Regions from separate parts of the Mus musculus genome. Here regions 2 and 3 are each linked to region 1. A link is a contact called in public ChIA-PET and HiChIP or PLAC-seq data. All regions are on one chromosome and are shown on one strand. Each heading gives the region's core, a stretch centred on a gene start, on an enhancer-like site or on the middle of the called end of the contact. The rest is flanking DNA. Distances are from core to core; before and after follow the strand shown.

Region 1 (3,759 bases), core at 933-3,432:
GTTTCTCACTTCAGTGCTTGGTTCGAAATCGGGGTGTGTGAAGGGTCCAGACCGCTCGAGGAACTTCTTTACATGGTTCCAGCGACCTTCCCAGTCTCCAGTGTCCCCACACCCACCATCAACAGCCATTCTGCACAGAACACAGTAAATTCAGCTGCAAAGATCAGTACGAAAAAGCCACGCCCGAACTATTAGGTCTCCCCAAATGGTAACCACACATCAGACCTGCTCAAATAAAAAGGAAAACTGAGTTGTGGTTCTATTTTCCCAGTTTTGGCTTGTCTGGTATGGGGAAGCACTCTTCACCTACTTGATAAAATAATTCTGCCTCTGTGTTCCTAGCTTCCTCGGCACCCACAGATCAAAGTCGCAACACTAAACACTAAGTGAGAAAGGACTTCCCTCTGTTTGGTATTTACAGTCACTCTGAGTTTCCATCAACCGTTTGTTCCTTCAGTAGAAGTAACAAGTGCATAGGTTGAGGGGGGTCTCTGAGAACTATGGTGCTTCAGTCTAACACTAGTTATGGCTCCTCCCAAGTTGGAAAGATGAGAGCCACTGAACACTTTGGATGAAAGCAATGATCATACATTTCTTTCCTCAGAAGGATCCCAGTATTTTTTTTTCCTTTAAAAACTAAAAATAAAAAACAAACAAACCTCTCCTAATACTAAGGTCCATTTGTTGTCACAAAACACACACACAAGAAAAATGTTTAGATTACAATTATGCCACAGATAGGCATTTATTTACCATCAAGAAATCTTTGAGAACATGCAACTAATAAAGTGGGACTTCTCTAAAAAACAAAACAAAACACTCAAATGCACTTTATAACCACAGATTCATTCATGTTTGGTTGTGATAACTTTCCTGTAACCCCAAAGTTTCTACCTTCAAATATATTAGTGATTTCAATTGTTTACAAAAGGGACTAACATACATTGCATAGCTGATGTTCTGATGCAATGCTGGGTCTCACGCCATAACCAAGCACACTCTAGCTTTGAGAAGATTCCTTAACTGTCAGAAACTTCAGCTGTAGACTGCAACTACTTCTGATGGTCATGAGGTAAAGAGATCATCAGGTATTGAACTTAGGGGCTGCTCTTGGCAGACAGCAAGCGCTCAAACTTTGTTATTTCGTGCTGAGTTGGGAATTAAGCGGTGAGAAAGGGTGAGCCCTTGCATTTGAAATTCACCCATAGGGAGGGGCATGGAAAAGACCAAAGTACTACTGAGAGCTGACACAGAAATTATGAATCACCACACCCAATACACGAGTATTTTTTCCCCCTTCCCACGGAGGGCGGGGAGAGGAATCACGTAGGATTGGCCATATGAAAAGAATTTTAAAGTCTGCGGCATCAAAAAAAACTAAGTATTTAATACAGGTTGTGTGGTAAATGAGAGAGCAAGTGAGTTGCCGTGTCCTTTAAGACCCAATTACCTTGCAAAAATGACAAGTTTTAACACAATTCCTGATTCACGGAGTGTTCATAAAAAGTTTATGTGTACTATTGTCTCAGTGTTCATCAAGGACCCAAAACAGGCCTCGTGTCCATTTAGATTTAGATTGGATTCACTTGCCACAAGGTCACAGCTCTGACAATTTGGGTTGGAGGAAGAGGGGAGTACCGGGTGGCTTTTGCAGGAGCATAGCCAGGGAGCAGCCGGCCGGTGGCTCGAGCTGGGGACGGGGTCAGGGGTGAGGACGCGCGGCCTGCTCCAGGTGACCCCCTCCCAGCACCCTCGGGCCCGCTGCGGCTGGTCCCCTAGGCCTGGGATTAGGGGGAGGCGGGGGTCTCCGGAGAGGACCCCGGCCTCCCAGCAGCACTAACTTCTCAGCCAGCAGCTCCTCTATTCTCCTTCTTTTCTTCTCCCTAAAAGAAAGAGAGAATAAAAGAAGGGTCAGCATCAAGCTCCAAAGAGGGCGCCGCAAGGGTATGGGGGGCGAGGGGACGGGGAAGGGGTTGGGGGACCCCCGGCTGGCAGCGGTGACTGCCCACCGCCGCGCTCTCTCACAACCCAGCCCAACTCGGCGCTCCGGCAAAATCCCGATACTTACGGCTCCTCGCCATCCGCCATATTGTTCCCCGCCTCTTCCCAGAGGCCCTCGCGCCGAGCGGGTCCGCCCGGGAGGGGCGGGACTGCAGGTGAATGGAAGGAGGGAGAGCCGAGCCAGGGAGGAGGGGAGGAGCTTCAGGTAAGAAAGTGAGGGGGCGCGGCGGGGCGGGGCTTCAAACGGAGAGGCGGAGCTGGGGTTTGGGTTCCGAGGCTTTAGGAGGGAAAAACTGAGCAGGCGCGGAGGGGCGGGGTCCAGTGCTTTGAGACTGGGCTATTAGAAGGAGGAGCGAAGGCGGAGCCAGTACTAGAGGCGCGGCTTCAGGGGACGAGAGGGAGGGGCGGGAGCGTCTGGGAAAGCTAGTTGAACAGCGGGAAGCAGTGGCTAAATAGGCTGCTTAGGTCCCCTTAGGCTTTGCAAGCATTTCCCAGTGTATTTAAAATCTTTGATTAATTGTGCCTACTTAATATTATACCATCTATAATGTTGCTATGCCACATGAACTTAGATATGTTACTTATTTATACACTTATACGTTGACACATAATTGCATAAAATGTTCATATATTCTATTTAAAAACTAAAATAGCCACCCCAATATGCCAGTGCTTTTCTCCGGGAAAATTGGTGAAAGAAATTTCCGTTTTCCATATATCAGGAAGATTCAAAACCCTTGCTTTTATGGGCATGAAGTTTAAAGCATTAAATAGACATAGGGTGAAGAGTCTTATTTTCTTTGTGACACTTCAGTGTCACACCAGTCTGTCAGAAAACTAATCTGTTATACATATATACATCAAGATATATATTAGATAAATAAATGAATGATAGATAAGATAGATGATTAGGTATGAAAAGTATAGAGATTTATTTATAACCTGTCACTTGAAAGTGTTAATAAATGAATGAATTTTTGACTCTATTCTTCACAGTCATATATTGTATGTAAATGACTGATTCTGGTAGACAAGAAAGGAAAGAATAATTGTGTTAAACATATCACTTTTAGTAAAGTGAGATAAAAAAATTTAATATGTAAGTCTGAACTGAATTTAAACCCTTACTACTCAGCTATTAACTGTGAGCCCTTGGGTATTTCCAGATCCTCATTTGTAAAATGAGAATAACAACATTCACGATTTTAAGATTGAAAATTAAGTGAATTTTTAAGTGGCTCTCAAATATGGTTTTTGATTGGAATTACTTGAAGGTTACAAATGCCAGGTTTGAGTTTTATCACAAGAGGTGGTTTGTGGACACACTGTTTGAAAACCAGTGAAGTGCCCTGATATAGCTTCTAGGGTGCTCATTAAAGGGGGACGGGGGGGCTGCTACTACTCACTTGAGGCATGCAATCTACTTTGTCCTGCTCTCATTGAACCTTAAGGAAGGCTCATCTGTTACGATCCCCCAGCTACTTTCATCAATAGCACACATTGAGCTAAAAATTCAGTCATAACCAGACAGTGAGAAGAGGAAACTGAGCCTTAGAAATAGAACAAAAATAGCAGAAGAAGGAGAAGAAGAAGAAGAAGAAGAAGAAGAAGAAGAAGAAGAAGAAGAAGAAGAAGAAGAAGAAGAAGAAAGCCTGCAGGGAACCCAGGTTTAATTCCCAGCACCCACACAGTGGCCTTCAACTCGCTGGCACCCAGCACACAAGTGGTGCAAATGTACATGCAGACAACACACCCAAA
Region 2 (3,759 bases), core at 799-3,298, 200 kb after region 1:
CTGCTTGGCTTTGTCTCCTGGAAAGGTGTGTACCATCATGCCTGATCCAAAGCTTTTCATGGCCACTATCCCTCAAGATCATTATCCGATAGTAGTTAATTCCAGATTAAAACTCCAAATGAAAACAATAACCACATCATAACTCCTAACATGACATAATATTCCTTGTTCAACTGCAAACATAAACAATAAGCTTAGCTGTGTGGATCTTGCCATGAGATCACTACTTCCTTAATTTGTTTATCTCCTTGAACACAGGATTCCTCTCCATTTCGCTTCCTGGTGTCCCTTGATTACTTGAACCAAGCATTTTGTAGTTTTCCTTTCTAAGCTTGCTACACTTGATCAAAATGTTCTTCATGAGAGTAAGCCAGAGGACAAAGTCTATGCTGAGCTTTTTCGAAACTTCTGTTGTCAATGTAATTAATATGATTCTCTTCAGCTTAGACTTAGCCTCAGGCAGACTCTTCAGACAAGGGCAAAAAGCAGCCACATTCTTCACCAAAATACCACAAAACAGTCTTTAGGCTACATATTAACATTCTTTTCCTCTGAAACCTCTTGAGCCTAGCTCTAGTTCAAATCACTCTACGCACCAATGTCTTCCATAGTCCTACTAGGATGGCCCATTGAGGCCCACTTAAAGCATTCCAGTGCTTTTCAAATCCAAAGTCCCCCAAATCCACATTTTTCCAAACAAAAGTATGGTCAGGCTTATCACAGCAATAGCCCCTGGTACCAACTTCTGGTTTAGTTAGGGTTTCCATTGCTGTGAAGAGACACCATGACCAAGGCAATTCTTATACAGGACAACATTTAATTGTGGCTGGCTTACATTTTCAAACATGCAGTCCATTATTATCATGGCAGGAAGCATGGCAAAATCCAGGCAGACATGGTGCTGGAGGAGCCTAGAGTTCTACATTTTCACTGAAAAAAAGCTAGGAGCAGACTGTCTCCCAGTTATCTAGGAGGAGAGTCTCAAAGCCGATGACCACAGTGATACACTTTCTCCAACATGGCTACACCTACTCCAACAAGGCTACACCTCCTAATAGTGCCACTCCCTGAGCCAAGTGTATTCAAATCACCACAGCCCTGTATGAAGGGCTTCTATGCTCTAATATGCCCTAGCACATTATACTGATGACCATGAATGAAAGACCCCTGTGTTCTGTATCCCAGTATGTTATTGATATTCCTGTGCTCTGTATTTCTAGCACATTACTAGATGTCCATGCGTTATGGCCCCCAGTGTTCTCCCAGCCTATCACCTGCTGTTCACTCATGAGGGACCCCTGGCAATTTAGATGCCTTTATAGTATTCAAAGATCAAAACAACCAAATACTATCTTTGGTTGCATTTATGTGTGTGTGTGTCTGTGTGTAATATTCCTGACCCCTGCACCCAGAGTTGCTCACTACCAAGTACTCTCACTAAGCAATCTATGCTGGCTGGCCCGCAAGCCTCAGGGATCCACCAGATTAACGTCACTGGGTCTGGAATTACAAGTAAGCCTAATATTAAAGTTTTCCTTCTTTCTTTCTTTCTTTCTTTCTTTCTTTTTTTTTTTTAGTTAAAAAAAATCTAAAAATTCTAGTTTGAGTTCCCTGGTTACATTTTCTAGTCAAAACAAGCAACCTGACAGGTTCTTTCTTCAGATGGAAATGTCACCAACAATTCTGTGTTCTCTAATTGTGGTGTGAGAACCTCCGACAAACAACTGTGACAAACAACTGTGACAAAAGCCATTCACTAGCTGTCCCTGGACTGTGAGCCTCCATTCTGTGACCTCAGTGAAGCCCATTCAGGATGCAGAGAGTTCTACCTTGTGGGCTTCAGCACGATCATTTCTTTAACAGGAGTAACAACTGCCTGCTTTGAAGAATAAAGGCTATGATGATGTCACTGTCTTGTTTGGAGGATGAGTTAAGTGAATCATTAAAGCCTTGATAAGGGTTTCAATTATGCTAGCAGAGAAGAGAAAGTTAACACCAAGCAGCTACAGGACATTTGAGATAACTGCTAAGTAGGGGCCAAAGTCCCAGGAACAAGCCACCGCCAAGTGCTGTGGAATTCCAGGAACCTGCTGCAAAAGATAGCAAGGCCTTGTGAGGGGCTGTCAGGAAGGGGAGGCAGGGTTTGCTCTCTGGAATTTTCAGGCACACGCTAGACCTCAGCAGCTGTCTGCAGAACAGGCACACAAATGTGGTCACTAAATAAATGGTATTTGTTAAGATTCTCCAAAGACACATTCCTTTGGCTGTACTGTGACACAGCAAAAACGTGGTGAGTGTCCACAAAGATTAGTGTGGAAGGATGTTGACTGTGTCCAGAGTTTAGCATAGCCAGGGGCAGCCCATGTGTTTGCAGGAGGCTGGCCAGCTGAAGTATGCACAAGCAAAGAAACAGATATTCTCCCCATCCTTCGTAAGATACAAACAGTAAGTCAGTAAAAAACCCACCCAGTTATCCCACAAGGTGGGAAAGGAGAGGTGAAGGAACTTCCTGTGGAAAGGAACTTCTCATTCATTCTGTGTTTTCAGAGTTGGAAATACTCACAGGGTTAACTTCATTCCTTATAGGTACCTCATTCACACCAACTTTCCCTTCAGTTTCTGACTAGCCCTAGCCTAGACCTAGCCCTAGCCCTAGCCTAGCCCTAGCCCTAGCCTAGCCCTATCCCTATCCCTAGCCTAGCCCTAGCCCTAGCCTAGCCCTAGCCCTAGCCTAGCCCTATCCCTATCCCTATCCTAGCCCTAGCCTAGCCCTAGCCCTAGCCTAGCCCTATCCCTATCCCTAGCCTAGCCCTAGCCCTAGCCCTAGCCTAGCCCTAGCCCTAGCCCTAGCCCTAGCCCTAGCCCTAGCCTAGCCTAGCCCTAGCCCTAGCCTAGCCCTAGCCCTAGCCTTAACCCTAACCCTAACCCTAACCCTAACCCTAACCCTAGAGTTAGGGTAAGGGCATTGTTCTCCTTGCTTCTGGTGGGGCCCTCCTTCACTCACTTCTGGGCACATGTGCCTTACACCACACCCTTTCAGTACTACAGGTTTTCCTTAGGATCCTTGGACACCTTTCAGCTATGATTTAGACCTATATAAGTCACTTTGGGTACCCTCCTTCTTGAGCGTTAATAATAATGGAAACATTTGGATATTTGTAAACATTCACCATGACTTTCTTTGTCTGAACATTATAGGAAGGAGGAGGGAAAGAAGGGGGAGGGGAAGGAGGAGGAGGAGTAAGGAAAAGAAGGAAGAAAGAGGGAAAAGAGGAGGCGAAGGGAGGGAGTAGAGGGGTTGGGGTGGGGTTTCCAACATCATAGTATAAAATGAGATGTATTGTCATTAAAATTCCCCATGATCTTAGACTATGCTTCATGTTGAATTAGTTTTAAATGGTTTTACACTTATTTCTTCTGGGTGCGCATGTTTACGTGTATGGGTGCATGCCTGTGGAGGAGAGAGGACAACTGTTGGAGTTTGTTTTCTTGTTTCACTGCTATACAGTGTGTGCGTGTGTGTGTGTGTGTCTGTATGTGTGTGTGTGTGTGTGTGTGTGTGTGTGTGTGTGTGTGTGTAAACCCTGCACCCAGAGTCCCTCACTACTAAGGGCTCTCACTAAGCAGTCTATGCTGGCTGGCCAGCAAGCCTCAGGGATCCACCTGTTTTGACTTCACTGGGGCTGGGATTACAAGTGAGCCAGGGATCAAGTTCAGGCAGCCGGGCTTGGTTGCAAGAGCCTTTCCCGGTGAAGGCAT
Region 3 (3,759 bases), core at 441-2,940, 180 kb after region 1:
AATTACAGCCGTTTCCCCACTTAGAGACTGCTATGGCCTGCTCTACTCTGAGCAGTGGGGACAATATCCCGAATCCTAATTTATTAAGGGCAATTTTGTCTTCCAAGAACAGTGACTGAAACAAAGATAAACGAGAGATGCTTTTAAGGGGCCGGGTCTGCTGCTGGCCTAACTCCAAGGAGTTACCACTGTAGCCACTCACTAGTTATTAAGGTAACTATCTGGTCTGTGTTCTTGCTTTTAGTCATCCAAAGGCTCTGAGAGCCCAACATCCTGAGCACTGAAGGGGCTCTTCTCTCATTCCTTTCCTTCCCATTAGGAAGGAAATGAACCTTATACATTCTTATTTGTTGTCTTTTAAGTCAACATCTCAGTTTATCCCAAACTGACTTGAACTCTCTCTGTAACTCTGGCTCAGCCCTGCTCAAACCCGTGTTTACCCTTCTACTTAGTACCTTGACTTCCCAAGTGCTTAGATTAAAGGTCTGGGCTACTATATCCATTCTAAGGATTTTGTGCCTTTTAAAAGGACTTATTCATTTTATGTATAGGAGTACCCTGTGGCTGTCTTCAGACACACCACAAAGGACATGGATCCTAGTACAGATGGTTGTGAGCCACCATGTGGTTACTAGGAGGACCTCTGCAAGATCAGTCAGTGCTCTTAATCACTGAGCCATCTCTCCAGCCTGATTTTGTGCATTCTTAACATGAAATCTCAACACAACCCCATCAAGTCAAAATGAGGAACAGAATTGAAAAAGGTTATTCCTAAACTCCTGTGTCTGCTCTGGAATTCACATTTTCTTAAAGGCAATTTTAACACATTATTCATTCTGCAGGTTGAACACAACCAAAATCCCAGGGGCTTTTCTAGTTATGTGTGCAAACAGTCCACTGAAAGTCTTATTTATGGGGACTGAATTTTCACTCCTTCCACATTCTGAGTCCATGGATGGAGAGGGGCAAGGGTCCACGAGTCTACTCATTAATAATGAGCATTTGGGGAGCCAGGGAGATGCTTCCGTAGCTGAAAGAACTTGCTGTGAAAACACGATGAACATAGAACACGTGGGTAAACCAGACATGATGATGAGTGTCTGTAATTGCAATGCTCCTATGGTGAGAAGTGAGACAGACAGTAGAATTCCCTAGACTTATTCATTTTATGTATAGGAGTACCCTGTGGCTGTCTTCAGACACACCACAAAGGACATGGATCCTAGTACAGATGGTTGTGAGCCACCATGTGGTTACTAGGAGGACCTCTGCAAGATCAGAAACCCCAGGGCCAACAGACCAGGCACCAACACTCCAGTCTCAAAACACATGAGACCTCACCTCCAACAGGATGGAGGATAAAGATTGATATTCAAGTGTGTCTTCACACATGAACGCATACACATACACATCATAAAAACACACATAAAAAAATTCTTCTTTTTAGTGTGGGGGTTGGGTAGGGTCTCACTACATAGCTCTGTGTGGACCAATTTGGCCTTGAAACTCACAGAGCTCTGCCAGCCTCTGCCTCCCTAGTGCAGGAATTGAAGTCATGCATTGCCGCTCCCTGCTCCCACCCCCTGTTTAAGTAATAATGAGTATTTGGCATAAACATGACAGAGGTATTCACAGGTCGTGTGATGAGAACTGACACCCTAACCTCACCCACGCTGTCCTGAGAGAGCTCTCTGTGGAAGAGGTTAGGCACCATTTTAAACCACAGAGCTAGCCCAGGCCCAAAGTAGCCCTCACACTGAAACCTCGCCTCAGAAAAGAGGTTACGATCAAAGGTTACGGTCAAAACATACTAAGGTTTGCAATGTGTTTTCTCACACTGCAAACTGCACCTGCAGATGAGAGCTAGCAAACAGAAACATCCCATCATGGGCAGTGTTTAATATAGCCATACAGGAAGTGGGGATGTGTCAAAAAGACTGCTAGGGTAGATTTTCTTTCTTTTTCTTCTTCTTTTCCAAAGGAAACCGGTTTCATTTTTCTTGATGTTTAATTGGAATTTAAAATGTCAGAAGAAACATTAAGAAACCCACTGAGCATCTCTAGAGATAAACAGCCATACACCAATACAGCCCACCACAGGCTTCAAGAGGATCCTGCTGGTTGAACACGCTTTTACATGTTCTCGGGTCCAGCCATGGCTGAGTTTGGTTTGCGCACGGGCACTTCAAAACTGAAGCCTAAAGAACCTGCTTTCCAATGCTGGAGAGATGCCCAGTGGTTAAGAGCTCTGACTGCTCTTCTAGAGGATGTGGGTTCAATTCCCAGCACCCACATGGAAGCTTACAACTGTCTGTAACTCCAGGATCCAACACCCTCACGCAGACATGCATACAGGCAAAACATCAATGCACATAAAATTAAAAAAAAAAAAACCTTAAAAACGTAGAAAGAACTTGCTTTCTGCTGGCTGTGCTGGCACACGCTTGTAATCCTACCATGCAGGAGGCTGAGGCAGGATTATAAATTGGAGGCCAGCCTGGGCTACATAATCAGACCTTGTCTTAAATAAACAAACACTAGCTCTAATTTCCTTTTGTTTTGTGATAGGGTATCTGGAATCACAAATTAATCTCAAACTGATTGCATAGCTGAGCAGGACCTTGAGCTTCCAATTCTCCTGCCTCTACCTCTCTAGTGTACAGTTACATTCCTGTGCTCCCAAGCCTGGTTTGTGCAGTGCAGTGCAGTGTCTCGGGCCCAGTGTACACCAGCTCAGCACTCAATCAACAGATCTACTTATCCTAAGCCCATGCTAGCTTTCTATAAGGAGACAACTGATCTTTATTTAACGCCTAAAATATTAGAGGAAATCTATGGGCATTTGATTTTAAAAATTAGACTGGCAGTGAAATTCTTCTTTCTACAAAAACTATTATTAATCTTTTTAAAGAATAATTTTAGTGCTGAGAGTGGTAGTGTACACCTTTAATCCCAGCAGAGGCAAATAGATCTCTGTGAATTAAAGGCCAGCCTGGTTTACATAACAAATTCCAGGCCAGCCAGGGCTATATAGTGAGATTCTATGTCAAAAGGAAGCAAAATCATATATCTGTATCTATACACACACACACACACACACACATGAGTATATATATATACACATGTACTCATATTCATTCTTTGGCAATTGTACATATGTATGTAATCTATCTAGATAATATCCATCTTCAACTATTCCCTTTCACTTCTCTGGACGTTCCTCAACACCTCTCAACACCTCTCTTTTCCATACTTAGGTCCTTTCCCCCTCTTTTTTTCTAAAACCCACCAAGTTCAGTTAGTGCTGTCTACTGGGTGTTGACTGGTCCCCTGGCCTCATCTTAACTTATGTGACCATAGCTTTAGGGAGTTTATGAGTGCAATGGCCATACCATGTCCAGAAGACAGCATATCACAGCGCCCCTCCCCATCCTTCAGCTCCTACAGTCTTTCTGCCATGTATCCTGAGTCTTCCTGTAGTTTATACCAGCATCCCATTTAGTGTTGAGCATCAATAGTCAGCTATAGGACTTGGTAATTAACAGTTGCCTACTACACAAAGACACATCTCCAAACAAGATGAGAGCAGAATTAATCTCTCTCATTCATCCTTTGATGACATCTATAATTATAGTTGACCAGAGTTAGGTAAATGTTATCAACAATCCCTAGAAAGTATAAATTATGGCAAGTGTAAATGCCTAGATACTGTCCTGTATTTTTTTCTCTAGAAAACACTACATTATTGTTTATATCTTT

Evidence for each region. ChIA-PET counts read pairs in DNA pulled down with a chosen protein or histone mark. HiChIP or PLAC-seq counts read pairs in DNA pulled down with a chosen protein or histone mark.
Region 2: a contact with region 1 is called in an H3K27ac HiChIP or PLAC-seq map of extraembryonic endoderm stem cells. The contact joins the enhancer-like site here to the promoter of Uba3 in region 1. A contact is called at or near these places in 17 of 39 promoter capture datasets (the 3T3-L1 cell line, 3T3-L1-derived adipocytes, the C10 cell line and 11 more), 1 of 15 datasets of contacts at CTCF or cohesin (embryonic stem cells), 5 of 484 Hi-C or Micro-C datasets (the AML12 cell line, embryonic stem cells, muscle stem cells and 2 more), 13 of 115 datasets of contacts at active chromatin or transcription factors (the 230-238 cell line, bone marrow-derived macrophages, embryonic forebrain and 7 more) and 3 of 9 other capture datasets (adipose tissue, embryonic stem cells and liver).
Region 3: a contact with region 1 is called in an RNA polymerase II ChIA-PET map of memory CD8 T cells, with 111 read pairs. The contact joins the enhancer-like site here to the promoter of Uba3 in region 1. A contact is called at or near these places in 3 of 39 promoter capture datasets (embryonic stem cells, liver and pre-B cells), 1 of 484 Hi-C or Micro-C datasets (nephron progenitors), 6 of 115 datasets of contacts at active chromatin or transcription factors (effector CD8 T cells, embryonic stem cells, memory CD8 T cells and 1 more) and 2 of 9 other capture datasets (adipose tissue and liver).

The regions. Positions count from the first base shown.
Region 1 is chr6:97,203,465-97,207,223 of GRCm38.p6, forward strand. It overlaps Uba3 (ubiquitin-like modifier activating enzyme 3), which reads right to left and starts at 2,183. Exons shown (of 18, transcript NM_011666.3): 1 at 2,069-2,183; 2 at 1,842-1,883; 3 at 10-130. The coding sequence starts at 2,088.
Region 2 is chr6:97,407,848-97,411,606 of GRCm38.p6, forward strand. The region is part of intron 4 of Frmd4b (FERM domain containing 4B); the gene reads right to left. Among named protein-coding and RNA genes, the nearest start is that of Frmd4b, 78 kb to the right of the region's middle. Within about 2 kb of position 2,049, at least 61 of the 459 cell types and tissues checked have an H3K27ac peak or open chromatin away from gene starts, as enhancers often do. A contact at or near this core is called in the AML12 cell line, extraembryonic endoderm stem cells, liver and 4 more, where this site is marked.
Region 3 is chr6:97,385,836-97,389,594 of GRCm38.p6, forward strand. The region is part of intron 5 of Frmd4b (FERM domain containing 4B); the gene reads right to left. Among named protein-coding and RNA genes, the nearest start is that of Frmd4b, 100 kb to the right of the region's middle. Within about 2 kb of position 1,691, at least 15 of the 459 cell types and tissues checked have an H3K27ac peak or open chromatin away from gene starts, as enhancers often do. A contact at or near this core is called in effector CD8 T cells and memory CD8 T cells, where this site is marked.